Regions from separate parts of the Mus musculus genome. Here regions 1 and 2 are each linked to region 3. Evidence: chromatin contacts called from public HiChIP or PLAC-seq data. All regions are on one chromosome and are shown on one strand. Each heading gives the region's core, a stretch centred on a gene start, on an enhancer-like site or on the middle of the called end of the contact. The rest is flanking DNA. Distances are from core to core; before and after follow the strand shown.

Region 1 (4,384 bases), core at 1,190-3,689, 94 kb after region 3:
AGGACTTCATGCATCCTGAACTCCCTTGTCTTCCTCTTTTTACCACAAGACCTAACCATGTCTGGCACTGGGAGTTTGTCAACACGAACCTATGTCACAGCTCTATAGGACAGACTCTGTGGGCCTATAAAGCAGTCTCATGTGGCGACTTGGACTTAAGTAAACTAAATATAATAGATCAGTTTCTCCATTGTTCTAGCTTTATTTCAAGTGCTCTGTAGCTGCACGTGGCTAATGGCTATCACACTGGACAGTGCGGAAATGAAACACGGCTGTGATTTTCTACTAGGCAGAGCTGGACTAGAAAATGGACATTCCTGCTACTCAGATGCTTGAAGAGAAACCGAAAACCACAGCCACAGTGCTTTTATTCATTAAGCATAATCAGAGATATCCAGAATTATTCATCAGCTCATTTTGTTTCCTAGGTCATAAATTAGAGACATATATGGATGTAAAGAAACCCTGGTCATCCTTAATAGAATGGAATCCTCCCCATGTATCCCAACCATCAAGCACACGTACACACACACACACACACACGCGCACACGCGCGCACACACACACACAAACACACACACACAGACATAAAAAGGGATAAACAGCAGGGGATCAGAACTCCTTGGTTTAAGATTCTTGGTGGATACCCAAACATCTTTAGAACTGACTTTCCCCTCTCTCCTTTTCTTTTAAAGGAACTACCCAAGGACAGGTTTTATTTGGAAGGAAAATTAAAAACAAAGAAGCCAGGAAGAAAAAGTCATGAAAAGTAAGAAAAAATGGGTAGCTATCCAAAATGATAATTGCAGGACACTCCAGGGAAGACTCACCGAGCCAGGATGTTTTGACAAATACACCATGGGAATGCTTCAACAAATTGGCATTAACTTTAAAAAAAGTTCCCAATTCTGCAGAGAATAAATGACTGGCTGCTGACCACCTTGGAGGGGTCTCACTGAGAGCAGCCTGCTCGGACTCAGCTGTCAACCCATGAGCAACTGAAGAAATATCCCCCCTCTACAGCAACACTGAGTTTCTGAGGTCACTGGGCATTCCGACAGAAACCCCGACAACAAACAGAAATCATCTGCAGTGATAATACTCTTTTCAAGAATGGAAGAAAAACTTACTTTTGGGTTTAAAGTACACAGTTTCCATTATATTTAGCAAAAGCAACATGGTTCATTTTGGAGCTAGGAACAAAGCGTCAGTGGCTAGAGCCACACTATGGAAAATTTGATAATGTCGGTGATAGAAAATTTGCCAGTGACAGAATATAAGACCCAAACAGCTCATAAAAATAAACAGATAGGTACCTCTTCTGCTAGAGAGAACAGCTTGCAGGAAGACGCCTACAGGATGCTGGAAAATTTAAGTGCAATCCTAAAAGCCCTTCTTCAAAGATGCATGAGAGTGGCTATGAGACAACACCTCGGAAGGACATCCATGGGATTGAAGCCTGAGCAGCTGCTGCCATGTCATCAGCACAAGGGGACACTCAAGGCTCAGACCTCTGTGTTCTGTAGCCAGCATGTCTGAAGTGGCACAGAGTACTCAGCAGCAGCAGTCAGAAGCGAGACCTCATGCTGCTCCCTCTCCCTGGCTGCCCAAGTTTGCCTGCCTGCCTTCCTTCTCCCTCAGCATCTGAGTAGAAGGAACCTGGAAGCATGCTCATCTTCTGCCCGTGGGGAGGGAGCTCTGGAAAAAAAATCACTTTACCTAATCCGTCCTTTTTACAGAGAAGCTCATTTCACTGAAGTAAACAGAAATGATCCGACGTGGCTACAGGAAAGTGAGGGTACTGTTCCTTTAAACCCCTTGAAGCCAAATTTATTCCCCCACGAGGTCAGAGTCACTGGCCCCTGTTTAAATGAAGGAGTGAATATTAAAGACCTTTATACTAGGAAAATAGTTTGGGTCTTAAAAAGTAAGCTGACCTGAAATAGACCAAACCTACAAAATTTATTTCCACTCCATCAGACTCCATACCCCGAGGGTGTGCGAGCGTGACCAGCAAGCTGTGTTAGGTCACGAATACTCGAGAAGCAGGCATTGCGCGTGCAGTTCGGAACCCGTGCGATAATCAATGTAAGAACAGTGCTGGATCCGGCTCCAGTGAGGGGTAGGGCTGATGCATACCTTTGGGTCTTCTGGCATTTCCACTCTTCTGCAGCTCATCTTCCTCATTAATGGTGAATAGAGCAAGGGGAATTGTCCTTGCAGGAGTCTTCTTCAGTCTCTCTTGTCGGATCGCTGTAGCTGACCCAGGCATAACGCTGCTACTTGTTCGGCAATTATATTAAATATATATGCTTATGTAATTGCAGCTCCCAGAAGCTGCTAGCTCCTAAGCTGCCTGTTCATTTGAGCACTTGTAATAGATCCCCTATGGGTAAACAGTGAGAACAGCTGACAGATACTACCAGCTACTTGGCAACTGAGGTCCTGCTGCTGCCCCTCACCTAGCAGCAGCCCCCTCCCACTTATTCCCCCCAATAGGCACAGGCGCTGGTGAGTAAACACTCTCGCACATGCACACACGCGCACGCGCGCACACACCCATTTCAGAAGGCCTCTATTAAAGGCACGCAGGTTCCGATGCCTCCCTTGGACTGCCTAGCCTTGGTCAATCAGAGCCAGCTTTCCCAGTCTTCTTTTTGCTACCGCACAGCAAAACATTCAGCATGCAGCGGAGGGCAAAAGATGACATGATGCCTGCTGTGAACAGTTGCCCTGACAACCCTGACATAGCCTAATGAAGGAGGCTGGGAGCAGTTCCAGCTGCCCTGGGATGCAGTCCTCAGAACCCACCAGCAGAGGCTTAGCTGCACAGGGCAGCTCCCTCCTCCTCTGGGTGGCAGAGCTGAGCGGCGGAATGGTGGAGCAGGAGAAACGGGTTCGTCTGCAGGAGCAGCAGCTAATTCTTCAGGACAGGAGAGGGGTTTCCTTCTCCCCCTCCCTCGTGGTCTATTACAGTAAGTAAAGATAAGGCAGGCATCCCGCCGCCGCTGCCTCACTCTCCTGACACAAACACCCATGTTTGTATAGGCTGAGCCTTGGTGGCATCTGTCCTGATGTATGGGGCTTCGAATTCATTTTCAATGTGTTCTCAACTCATGTATAAACTCTCTCAAGATACACTGTTCGCTTCGTTCATGAGGCCCACCAGCACAATACCGAAACCCTCCAAGGAGACCAGAAATTGGAGACTGCCTCTTTCAACTAAAAACACTTTCTCTGAAAGTCAGGCTGAAAGGACAGAGACAAAGCCAAAGAGGGGAGTCCCAGCTGCCTGCCACTGCATGACAGCTCTCCTTATCCCAATGCCCGGGCGTCTGCCAAACAGGTCTCGGCTAGTCACCCAGTTTCGGTTCTTTAGGACTATTCTCTCAGAAGCATGCAGCCGCCGTATGATTTTTGTTTCGTTCTGAAGTAAGTTTGCTCATTTTAAGACTTTCCATTTTTATGTTGCTTCAAATTTGTACAGTAATTTTTTTTTAATCAATAGTTTTTATAGCAACAAATAACAATTCAAAAATGCTAATTGCTAAATGAAGGAAAAAAAAGTTATTTTCTTTTGGCCTTTAATCCAAATTAAATCTAATGTCAAAGGCAATCCTTCCCCCTAAACGACTCTCCTACACACTGTCAAAGATTCTAACTCCGCATATGTGTGGGACCTGGGGTCCCATGCCAAGGTGCCCCCTGAGAAATCACACCATGTAACAGGCCTTTGGGGGAAGGGAGGGGAGTAAGGATCTGGAGAAGGGGTGGAGGCAGACAGACTAGAGGAAAGTCATGAGGGCAGAGAAGTGGGGGACAGAGGATGACAGGAAGAGATGCCAGCAGACTGGCTGGGAAATCAAAAAGTCCTTTTTATAAAAGTCACCTGGTGAGCCACCTGCACTTGGGAGCAGGTGATGAAGTGAGTCATTGCTAGGTCCCTGAAGGAGTCTAGTGGCATCGCCTGTAAGCTAACATGTCTTTTGTATGAAACAAACTTCGGCTAGTGTACTTTACTCTTCTTAGTGGCCCAGTTTTCTCTGGACAGCTGGGTGATGACTATTTTATCAGGTTGAGGGTAAGGGTTAAACAAATACAGTGCTCATAAGAGGTGGCTGATAAATAAAAGGTTACCACATCTACAGCACACCCACTGTAACCAGCACAGTGTTTTGCATTTATCTTCAAGGTGTTTTCTTCTCTACTATAAACCCTCTTGAGACACACCGTTTTCATTCATTTGCACCTCCCTGCCCAGTGCTGGGTATAATGGCTAGCAAACCCCACGGAAATGGACAAATTCTCAAAAACCCTTCCCTCCAAAGGCTTGTGATTTAACTAAGTGAGTGCACATTTAGATCCAGACTGGTGGCTTGAAAGA
Region 2 (4,520 bases), core at 550-3,049, 110 kb after region 3:
AAAGGAGATGAAGCCAAGATGGGCGTCAGACAGACTCTAGAGCTGGGAATATAGCTGGTGATCAAGAACTTGTCTGATATGGACCTGGCCCTGAGCTCAGTTCCCAGAATCACAGAACAGCAAGCCACCAAACAGAACCCTGGGTTCTGGGCTCAACATGACCTCATTTCAGAGACTGCATTAGCATCAAGCAAAAAATATCTCACTTTGAAGCAATTACAGCTTACTTAAAAAACTTAGTGGAGTGACTAAAATGAAAACCATCAAATCAACAAAATATACAAGGGCCGAAAAGGATGCAGAACAATCTCACAGGACGCTCACAGAAAAAGGTGTACAGCCACCCTAGAAGTGGCAACGTCTTACACAATCACATTGGAGACAACAATGTAAGTATCTGCCATAAATGAAACCAGTGACGTAAAAACCAACATACGAATATTTGCAACAGTTGTTTCTCCTACCCAAACCTAGGAGTGACTGGACGTCCTTAAGTTGGGGACAGGGAAGCACTAGGTGCTAGGGCAGGGAACTACCAATGCACATCACGGTGTGCTCAGATCTCAAATACATTAGGCTGTGGGGGCGGGGGGCGGCACCCCTGCAAAGGTTACATGGTATGCTTCCACTTAAGACTCTGGGAAAAGTCAAAGCAAAGATGGAAAATAGATCAGTGGGTGGGAAATGAGCCAGAGGGAGCTCTGGAAGACAAGACTCTAAGCCCTATCGACAGTGATGGTTATACATCTATAGCTACGTTGACAGTCTACTGAAACAACACATTTAAAAAACAATTAAAAACTCCTTTACTAGCCGGGCATGCCTTAAATCCCAACACTCGGGAGGCAGAGGCAGGCAGATTTCTGAGTTCGAGGCCAGCCTGGTCTACAAAGTGAGTTCCAGGACAGCCAGGGCTATACAGAGAAACCCTGTCTCAGAAAAAACAAAACAAAACAAAACAAAAAACAAAAAAACCAAAAACAAAAAACCCACCTCTACTTATTCGAGAATTTCTAATGTATTGATTTTTTTTTTCTGGCAACTTTTATGGAACGGTCTACTGGGCTATCTCATCTTTCCAATGCTCAATCTATTAATCATTATTATAAAGGATGTGCCCCCAACTCTTGGACCAACTGAAATTCCTCTGCTAGGAGAAACCAGTGGAAACCTCAATCCAAAGTAATGGCTTTAAAATATCATTTCAGTTTTGGAATGTTTGACCTTTTTGTCCCTCTTGGGCATCTCTCACTTCTCTGACTTGGCTGTCTGTCCCTCCTCCATTTTGAATGGTTGTCTATCCTGTCTGCAGTTTTTCTTTCTGATCTTTCCTGGAGTGGCCTTCAGACCTGACCTCGTGTCTGTTCCTGCAGGTTCACCAGTTAACTATCTGGCATCACTACTGACACTTTTCCACCTTTTCTTTTACTCAGTTGTACTCACTAATATGTTCGGGTCAAGCTTAAACTAATGAACCAATTAAAAGTGGATCGCCTTGTGTCTTCTTTTTACCTGTGATCCTCTGACATCTCAGAGTCCCAAACCGGCCTCCTTTTTTTATACCCACTGACAGGCCAGTGCCTACCTAGCTCTATCCAGGGACCTCAGAGTTAAGTCTGGAGACCAAACTCTCTCTCCTTTCTTCCTCCATCTGGTCTACACAGCTGCTCTGAAAAGAAGCTCTCCTTCCAGGTTCCAGAGCAAACCGGCACCTCCCGAACTCAAGCACAGCTGTCCCAAATGGGCAGGGTAGGAGGAAAAGGACCTCCCTAGGAGAGGGTGTGTTTGTGCTAATTGTGCAACCCAGCTCTTTAATTCTGATTAACAAAGCTTTATCAAGACAAGCCTTCCTGCTCCAACAATACTGTTCTAGCCTCTTGGCTTGACCTTTGGCCTCAACATATCCATCATGCCTAACTGATTTCCCTGAACACTCACTTTGAGCCTTTCACATTTGTCCTGTCAAGAAACTTTAGCTCCTCTCCTGTATGCCTTTATTTCCCCTCCTCCTCCCTCTGACCACACATCACTCCCTGTTGTTTGGCGGTTAAGTGCTAGCTGCAGCAGGTGCTCCGGGATGACCACAGCCAGAGTGGTCCATCCTTCCTCCACTGAACCCTCACGACCCGTACACATTGGCCTGTGGATTTCCTTACTAAACTCAAAGATCATATTCATCAACCTTCCAAACTCCGTCATTTTAATAACCCATGGAAAGTACACATTCTTGGTTAAATTAGTCTAAGCCTCGATGTCTTTAGTTCTTGTACTAACAAGACTTGAGTATGTTTTTTAAAGCTCTTCGAATAATTTGTTTTCAGGTATCATGACACAAGTGTGTGAATTCTTTAGAGACCATGCCAGTGTAAATTTGCGTTTCACACACATACCTAAGCTATGACAACAGCTGACTTCTCTTCAACTTACCAGTGGTTCTCAGGAGAGAACCACTGACTTAGCGAGATGTGAAGTTTGCCCCCTGAAGCAGCAGCAATTCTAGCTTCTAGGATCTGAATTTCAATAGGGAGGGGCTTACGTCACAGCATAAGCACAACCTGAGTGTCTACTTTCTATGCTTATTTGGGGACAACAGAGGCCCTTCTGGCTTAAATAAAGATCACTTTTTACTCTGGAAAATTTCATACAAGATACATGACCACAGTAAGAAAGTCTAAGTCTGGGCTGGAGAGATGGCTCAGTGGTTAAGAGCAGTGACTGCTCTTCTAGAGGTCCCAAGTTCCAATTCCCAGCACCCACATGGTGGCTCACAACCATCTGTAATAGGATCTGATGGCCTCTTCTGGTATATCTGAAGACAGTGACAGTGTACTCATATACATAAAATAAATAAATGTTAAAAAAAAGGGGGAGGGGGGGAGTCTAAGTCTTTCCACCAAGAATCCTGATTTTTAAAAACAACAACAACAAACAAACTCCATTCTAGGTTGTAAGTAATATCTTCCAATAGAATGGCAACAGATCTCACCAAAACATATGGGCATTAATTTATTCCTTGCACATCAGACTTTGGGCATCACAGATTAATCAAAAGCAGCATGAAACTTTAGCTCTGTGGTCTTTTTAAAGGAGGTTGGCAAATGGGATTTGCTCTGTGTAGCTGATTTCCATAGCTTGGAATCATACTAGGTGACACACAGAATTCCAGCTCCTAGTTTTGTGATGTGATGACCTAGGAATTTGCTCAAAATAATATTCTAATAAAAAGGACTTGACATCCTCTAGTGGTGAAACACAAATCTGTTTCTAAGACAACAGCATTTTCTAGTTCTTGCTTCCCTTTGACTATGGACAAGGAAAATACCCCCGTAAACCAAGAGAATGGTTCTACCTCAAGAAAAATGACTTTTTAAAAAATAATATAATTGTAAAAATTATAACATCATCACAACCCTTGAGCAAAAGCTAAACATATCTGCAGAACTGTTTTCTGAATGTTGCATTGATATAGTACCCTTTAAATACATACTATGCTGCCAAAGTTCACTCTATTTGAGTCCTATACATACACAAACATAGGCCTTTAATCTTGAACATATCACAGGTATTGTTTCTGTAATAACCCGAGATTTTAACCTCAAGTCTTGAAATACAGCCTTAGCACAAGGACATAATTTAAGAACCACTCAAGGTTGGATTCTACCTCAAAGTAATTATATACAAAAGGAATACAAAGGGAATGCGTCAGGAAAGAAGTTGCTGTTTGTGGCTGAGAAAGAGGACACACAGGGAATCTGGGACTTAGGAGGCTGAGGTGGCGAGCTCGGCAGGAGGACTCCAGGAATACATGGCAAGATCCCCATCTCAAGCAAAAAAGACAAAGGAAAAAAAAAGTGGCATTTTGAGGTGGTAACTCTTACTTCTTGGTGGCAATAAAACACAGGCTTAGGTACCCCTCTCATTCAATAAATTCCATATAAACCTATGATTTAAAAATAATAAATTGGGGGGCCGGAGAGATGGCATAGCATTTAAGAGCACTGACTGCTCTTCCAGAGGTCCTGAGTTCAATTCCCAGCAACCACATGGTGGCTCACAACCATCTGTAATGGGATCTGATGCCCTCTTCTGGTGTGTCTGAAGACAGCTGCAGTGTACTCATATGAATAAACATAAATAAATAAATAAATCTTTAAAAAATAAATTGGAGTGTTTGAATGTGTATAATGTGAAATGTGAGTATAAAACTGAAGTTCTACATTCAGATAAAAGTCACAGGTTTTACACGTATAGAGCATAAGTTGTCAACATTCAAACAACCTGTGTTCTCTCAAAATAGGGTCGCCTGGATTTTAAACAATACATTTCCAAGTCAGGGAGACAGCTCTGAAGGTTAAGAAGCCTGCAGGTAAAGAGGTCTGCGGACCCGAGGCCAGTCACTAGGACCTACACAGCGTAAAGAGAACCGATTCCCACAGGTTGTTCTCCAGCTCCCCCCACACAAATACACAAAATAAATGTAGTTAAAATATGCTAAGAGCCAAGCATAATGGCTTACTCTA
Region 3 (4,048 bases), core at 284-2,783:
AGATAAGTCCTTACATAAGGGTCCCCTTACTCTACAAGGAAAGTGGGGCTCAGGTGAGGAAGTGTAGGTCGTGTGTTCCTAGAAAGAGCTCCAACAGTGAGCGGAGACACCAGCCCTCCATGATGACTGCCTAGCGCTCAGCCAGAGATCTGGCCAAACGTAGGAAGAGAAGACCAGAGATGTGTTCCAAGGTTCTGAAGTCAAAAGGCAAGAGTGGGGAGAAAACAGAAGGGAGCAAGAGGAAGCTCCGTGTTTGAAGAATCTCAGGCTGAGGAAGGGAGGGAGGAGGAGATACGGGGTGAGAAGAGAGGACCGAGGAGGATGCTAGCCGGGGACCTCTGGCTAATCCAGTACAAGGAACCAGGGACAGGTAGATGTCACCCAGCCAGGCTGCCAGTGAACAATCACAGTGCTCCCGCTCCTTCTCTACTGAGTTCCTCAAACTGCTTCTCCCACCTTCCGGGCTGGCTGACTGGGCTACCAGTGGAGGAAACCTCTGATGTCTCCACTGTCTCTGCTGAGTTCCTACCACAGAAGAACTGAGGGTAAAGAAGATCCTCCCATGGCTGTGGGGGCCATGTCTGGATCAACCCAGTTGCAAGGCCACCCTCTGCCCCAACTGACTCCTCAAAGGCAGGTGGGGCCTTGAAGGACGGGTGCAGTCTCTGGGTGGTAAAAGGCGCAGCTACTAGATGGGTTCCCTCCTCAGTGGTAGATAGACAAGCATCGGGAAGACTGGAACTAGGGAGGAGGGACCACCTTTCTTCCTAAGGGAGATGCTAAAGTAGCAAAGTAAGTCCTTTCTTCTTCCTTTAACAAAGTTTTAAAACACACATTCATTTATTTCCTTATTTGCTTATTCCTCTGTGAGTGTATGCCTGTGTTGCGTCTAAGGACAACTTGTGAACGTCAGAGTTGGTTTTCTCCTTCCAGCCTGCAGGCTCGGGATGAACTGGGATTATCATGCTTGCCAGCAAGTACCTTTACCTGTGGCTGGCCCATCTCTTGGCTCAGAGAGAGAGAGAGAGAGAGAGAGAGAGAGAGAGTGTGTGTGTGTGTGTGTGTGTGTGTGTGTGTGTGCGTGTGTGTGTTTGGAGACAGGGTCTCTGGCTGTCCTGGAACTTACTGTGTAGACCAGGATGGCCTTGAACTCATTGAGTCTACCTGCCTCTGTCTCCAGAGTATTGGGGTTAAAGGTGTGTGCTACCACGTGTAGGTTGTAGAAACATTTTGATGTGGCTTAAATAAGATCAAGGAGCTGGGTGGGAAAGACAGAAAGAGAAAGACAGAAGTGCAATGTGAGGCACTTGGGGCTAACTCTGCCCATTTGGGTTTCCTGGGTCAGGGCCCGGGGAATGGGCCTATGCCCTTGACAGTCTCATCAAGGTGACAGTGAGACAAAGGCCATGAGAGCCCAAACTGGGGCTCTGTCCTTCTCTTTTCAATTCTTTTGTTGCCTTACATCCAGCCACTTGTCTGCGCAGCACACCCACAAAGGCACCCTGTGGACTCCATGCTGGTGTGAGTTAATGAGGAGCAAGTGCTACAACCATCCTTACTCTGAACCCTTTCCACACTGCTGAGTGCACACACAACGCTCAAGTCAACCCGGCTGCCCGCCGACCAGCATGCAGGGACTTCACAATATCTGGAGAAGAACCGCTCACATTTCCTGATTTTAAAATATATTTTAAGGCTACAGTTCAAGTAGCATGGTATTGGCATGTAGACCAAACAAATAGAATAAAGTCTAGAAACCATAGAGCCTGGGACCACTCAACAAGGGAAGGACAGTCTTCAGCAAATGTTAGCGAGGAAGTAGTATATTTACAGGAAAAACAGTGAAACTGGACTCTTCCTTTACACAACAAACATGAACTTAAAGTGGATTGAGTCTTAAAACTGTAAAAGGGGCTGACATCCAAAAAAGTTTCATATCATGGAACCGGTTACTTAATTTATGGACCCAATGCACAGGCATAAAAAACAAACAAAAACAAACAAACAAAAAACCCCAAAAAACAAAACAAAACAAAACAAAAAAAACAGCACATGAACATCAAACAAAATTTTCTATAGGTCAAAAGTCACAAAAGACTGAACAGGCAGCCTATACCTATATGGCCAGGAGCCATTATCTAGAATAAACACATAACTCCCACAATGCAACATTTTGTTACTGGATGTAAAGCTGGCCTGTGCTGGATCATCAGTGATACACACACACACACACACACACACACACACACACACACGCCTTTGGTAAACATCTCTCCAAACACTTACTAGCTGCTACAGTCTACAAAAATGTGCCATGCTGAGATGCAAATCAAAATCATGAGATATCACTCATGTTTAGTAAATTGGATATTATAAAAACAAATACAGAAAATAGCAAGTGTTGTCGTGGAGAAACTGGACTCCTTTTGCATGAATGATAGGAATGCAGAACGGTACAGTCACTAGGCAAAACAGTTTGGCACTTCTTCAGACACTTATATAGATTAATGTTATTCTGCAACTCCAGTCTTGGTGTGTGTTGTGCCTACCCATGGATAGAAGTCATAGGCTCGTGCCTTCCTCAGCCATTTCTCCTCCTAATATTTTGAGACAGGTTTCTTACTGGCCATGTCAGCTGGTCAGTGCCAGCAAGCCCATGGATCCCCAACGCTGAAGCCGTCTACACCCCAATGCTGAAGTTACAGCCATGAGGCCAAACTCGTCTTTCATGCTTGTGTCTGAGCCTCTCACACTTGCACATCAAGCACTTTACACACTGAGCCATATCCCTAGTCTCTACACACTTCAAAAATTAAATATTCAGTCCATCTATACCATTAGCTACTTTCCAGGTATTCAATACAGTTAACCAGTCCTGATTCCACAATGCAGATATAAACATCATTTCCCTGACAGTAGCAGTCCCTAACTACTTGATCGCAAGGCAATGAAAGTCTAGTTGATCACACACAGGAAGGCATCAACAGACAGAACCACCAAAGCTCAAAGGGTGACAGACGGTTGGCCACAGTCCTCCTCCTACCTGACGTTAAGTGTTTTCCCTTCAGTACCCACTTTCCCCCTCTGCGCATGCACTCTAAGTGTTCACTGTCACTTTCTGTCTGAAGCTAGGATCTCCAAAGCATCATGAAGCTAATGAAGAGAGCGATCACGGACATCAGAGGTAGGCTCCCCTTTGGCTACAGGGCTGTGAGGCTTGTCTCAGGTGTGAATTGCACTGATGCCTAAAGTGGCTCACAAAAACATTTCCTTTAGGCAGAATCCTCACCCTCGCTCAGTCCTCAGACACACCTCGAAGCAGAACTCTTTAAAGCATCCATCAGCTTTAAACACGAGAATTGCTCTGTCGACACAATTTTGTTTGTTTTTATTTTGTTTTTAAAGTTCTAGCCTCTACAACCAGGGTCACATCATCCCTGCCAAGCAAGCAGTGACATGTGGTGGATTGGGGACATCATGACTGAAGTTCAAAGCCATAGAACAATGTTCACATCTCCCAACTACAGCGCATAAGCTCACAGTTTAAACAAAGATGAAGGATTCAAAGAGACAGATGACCTCGCTCCATTTACAGCATGGTTAGGGTACAGATATTATCTATCCTTCACTTTAAACACTTGAGGTGTATATATATATATATATATATATATATATATATATATATGCCTTACAAGAGGTACCTACTGAACAAAAACTGTTTCCAAATCCTTCATGGTGTTTTAAGATATGGGCTGTGGCAGGCATACATAGACATGCATACCCGTTTGAGTAAGCTACCTTCAGTGTTGGGCCAGCTTTATGGTTGAGACCAGGCTGCAAGCCAGGTCTATTTTTCTTCAAAGGCAACATAATTTCTGACCTTGAAAATGTTTCCCAACCACTTATTTGTATAAAGGTCCCAGCAGAATAGGTCTGCCACTCATTAGTGCTTGAGTGAAGAACAGTTGCAAATGTGTAGGGAGAGCAAAATCCCCAAGTGAGAGGCAGTGAGGGGTAGAGGTACACAGCCAGCTGGGTTTATAATGGG

What was found. HiChIP or PLAC-seq counts read pairs in DNA pulled down with a chosen protein or histone mark.
Region 1: an H3K27ac HiChIP or PLAC-seq map of embryonic stem cells shows a contact between it and region 3, with 5 read pairs. The contact joins the promoter of Map7 here to the enhancer-like site in region 3. A contact is called at or near these places in 5 of 484 Hi-C or Micro-C datasets (bone marrow-derived DN3 thymocytes, cortical neurons, embryonic stem cells and 2 more), 4 of 115 datasets of contacts at active chromatin or transcription factors (embryonic stem cells, extraembryonic endoderm stem cells, kidney and 1 more) and 4 of 9 other capture datasets (adipose tissue, embryonic stem cells, liver and 1 more).
Region 2: an H3K27ac HiChIP or PLAC-seq map of embryonic stem cells shows a contact between it and region 3, with 7 read pairs. The contact joins two enhancer-like sites. A contact is called at or near these places in 9 of 39 promoter capture datasets (the 3T3-L1 cell line, 3T3-L1-derived adipocytes, the HPC-7 cell line and 4 more), 21 of 484 Hi-C or Micro-C datasets (2-cell embryo, Th2 cells, brain and 15 more), 14 of 115 datasets of contacts at active chromatin or transcription factors (craniofacial prominence, embryonic stem cells, epiblast stem cells and 4 more) and 4 of 9 other capture datasets (adipose tissue, embryonic stem cells, liver and 1 more).

The regions. Positions count from the first base shown.
Region 1 is chr10:20,169,077-20,173,460 of GRCm38.p6, reverse strand. It overlaps Map7 (microtubule-associated protein 7), which reads right to left and starts at 2,439. Exons shown (of 18, transcript NM_001358787.1): 1 at 2,140-2,439. The coding sequence starts at 2,272. It overlaps Gm51795 (a long non-coding RNA gene), which reads left to right. Exons shown (of 2, transcript XR_003948992.1): 2 at 696-2,216.
Region 2 is chr10:20,151,015-20,155,534 of GRCm38.p6, reverse strand. It overlaps a transcript of Map7 not described here. Among named protein-coding and RNA genes, the nearest start is that of Map7, 18 kb to the left of the region's middle. Within about 2 kb of position 1,799, at least 14 of the 459 cell types and tissues checked have an H3K27ac peak or open chromatin away from gene starts, as enhancers often do. A contact at or near this core is called in embryonic stem cells, where this site is marked.
Region 3 is chr10:20,262,101-20,266,148 of GRCm38.p6, reverse strand. The region is part of intron 8 of Map7 (microtubule-associated protein 7); the gene reads right to left. Among named protein-coding and RNA genes, the nearest start is that of Gm48249, 23 kb to the left of the region's middle. Within about 2 kb of position 1,533, at least 6 of the 459 cell types and tissues checked have an H3K27ac peak or open chromatin away from gene starts, as enhancers often do. A contact at or near this core is called in embryonic stem cells, where this site is marked.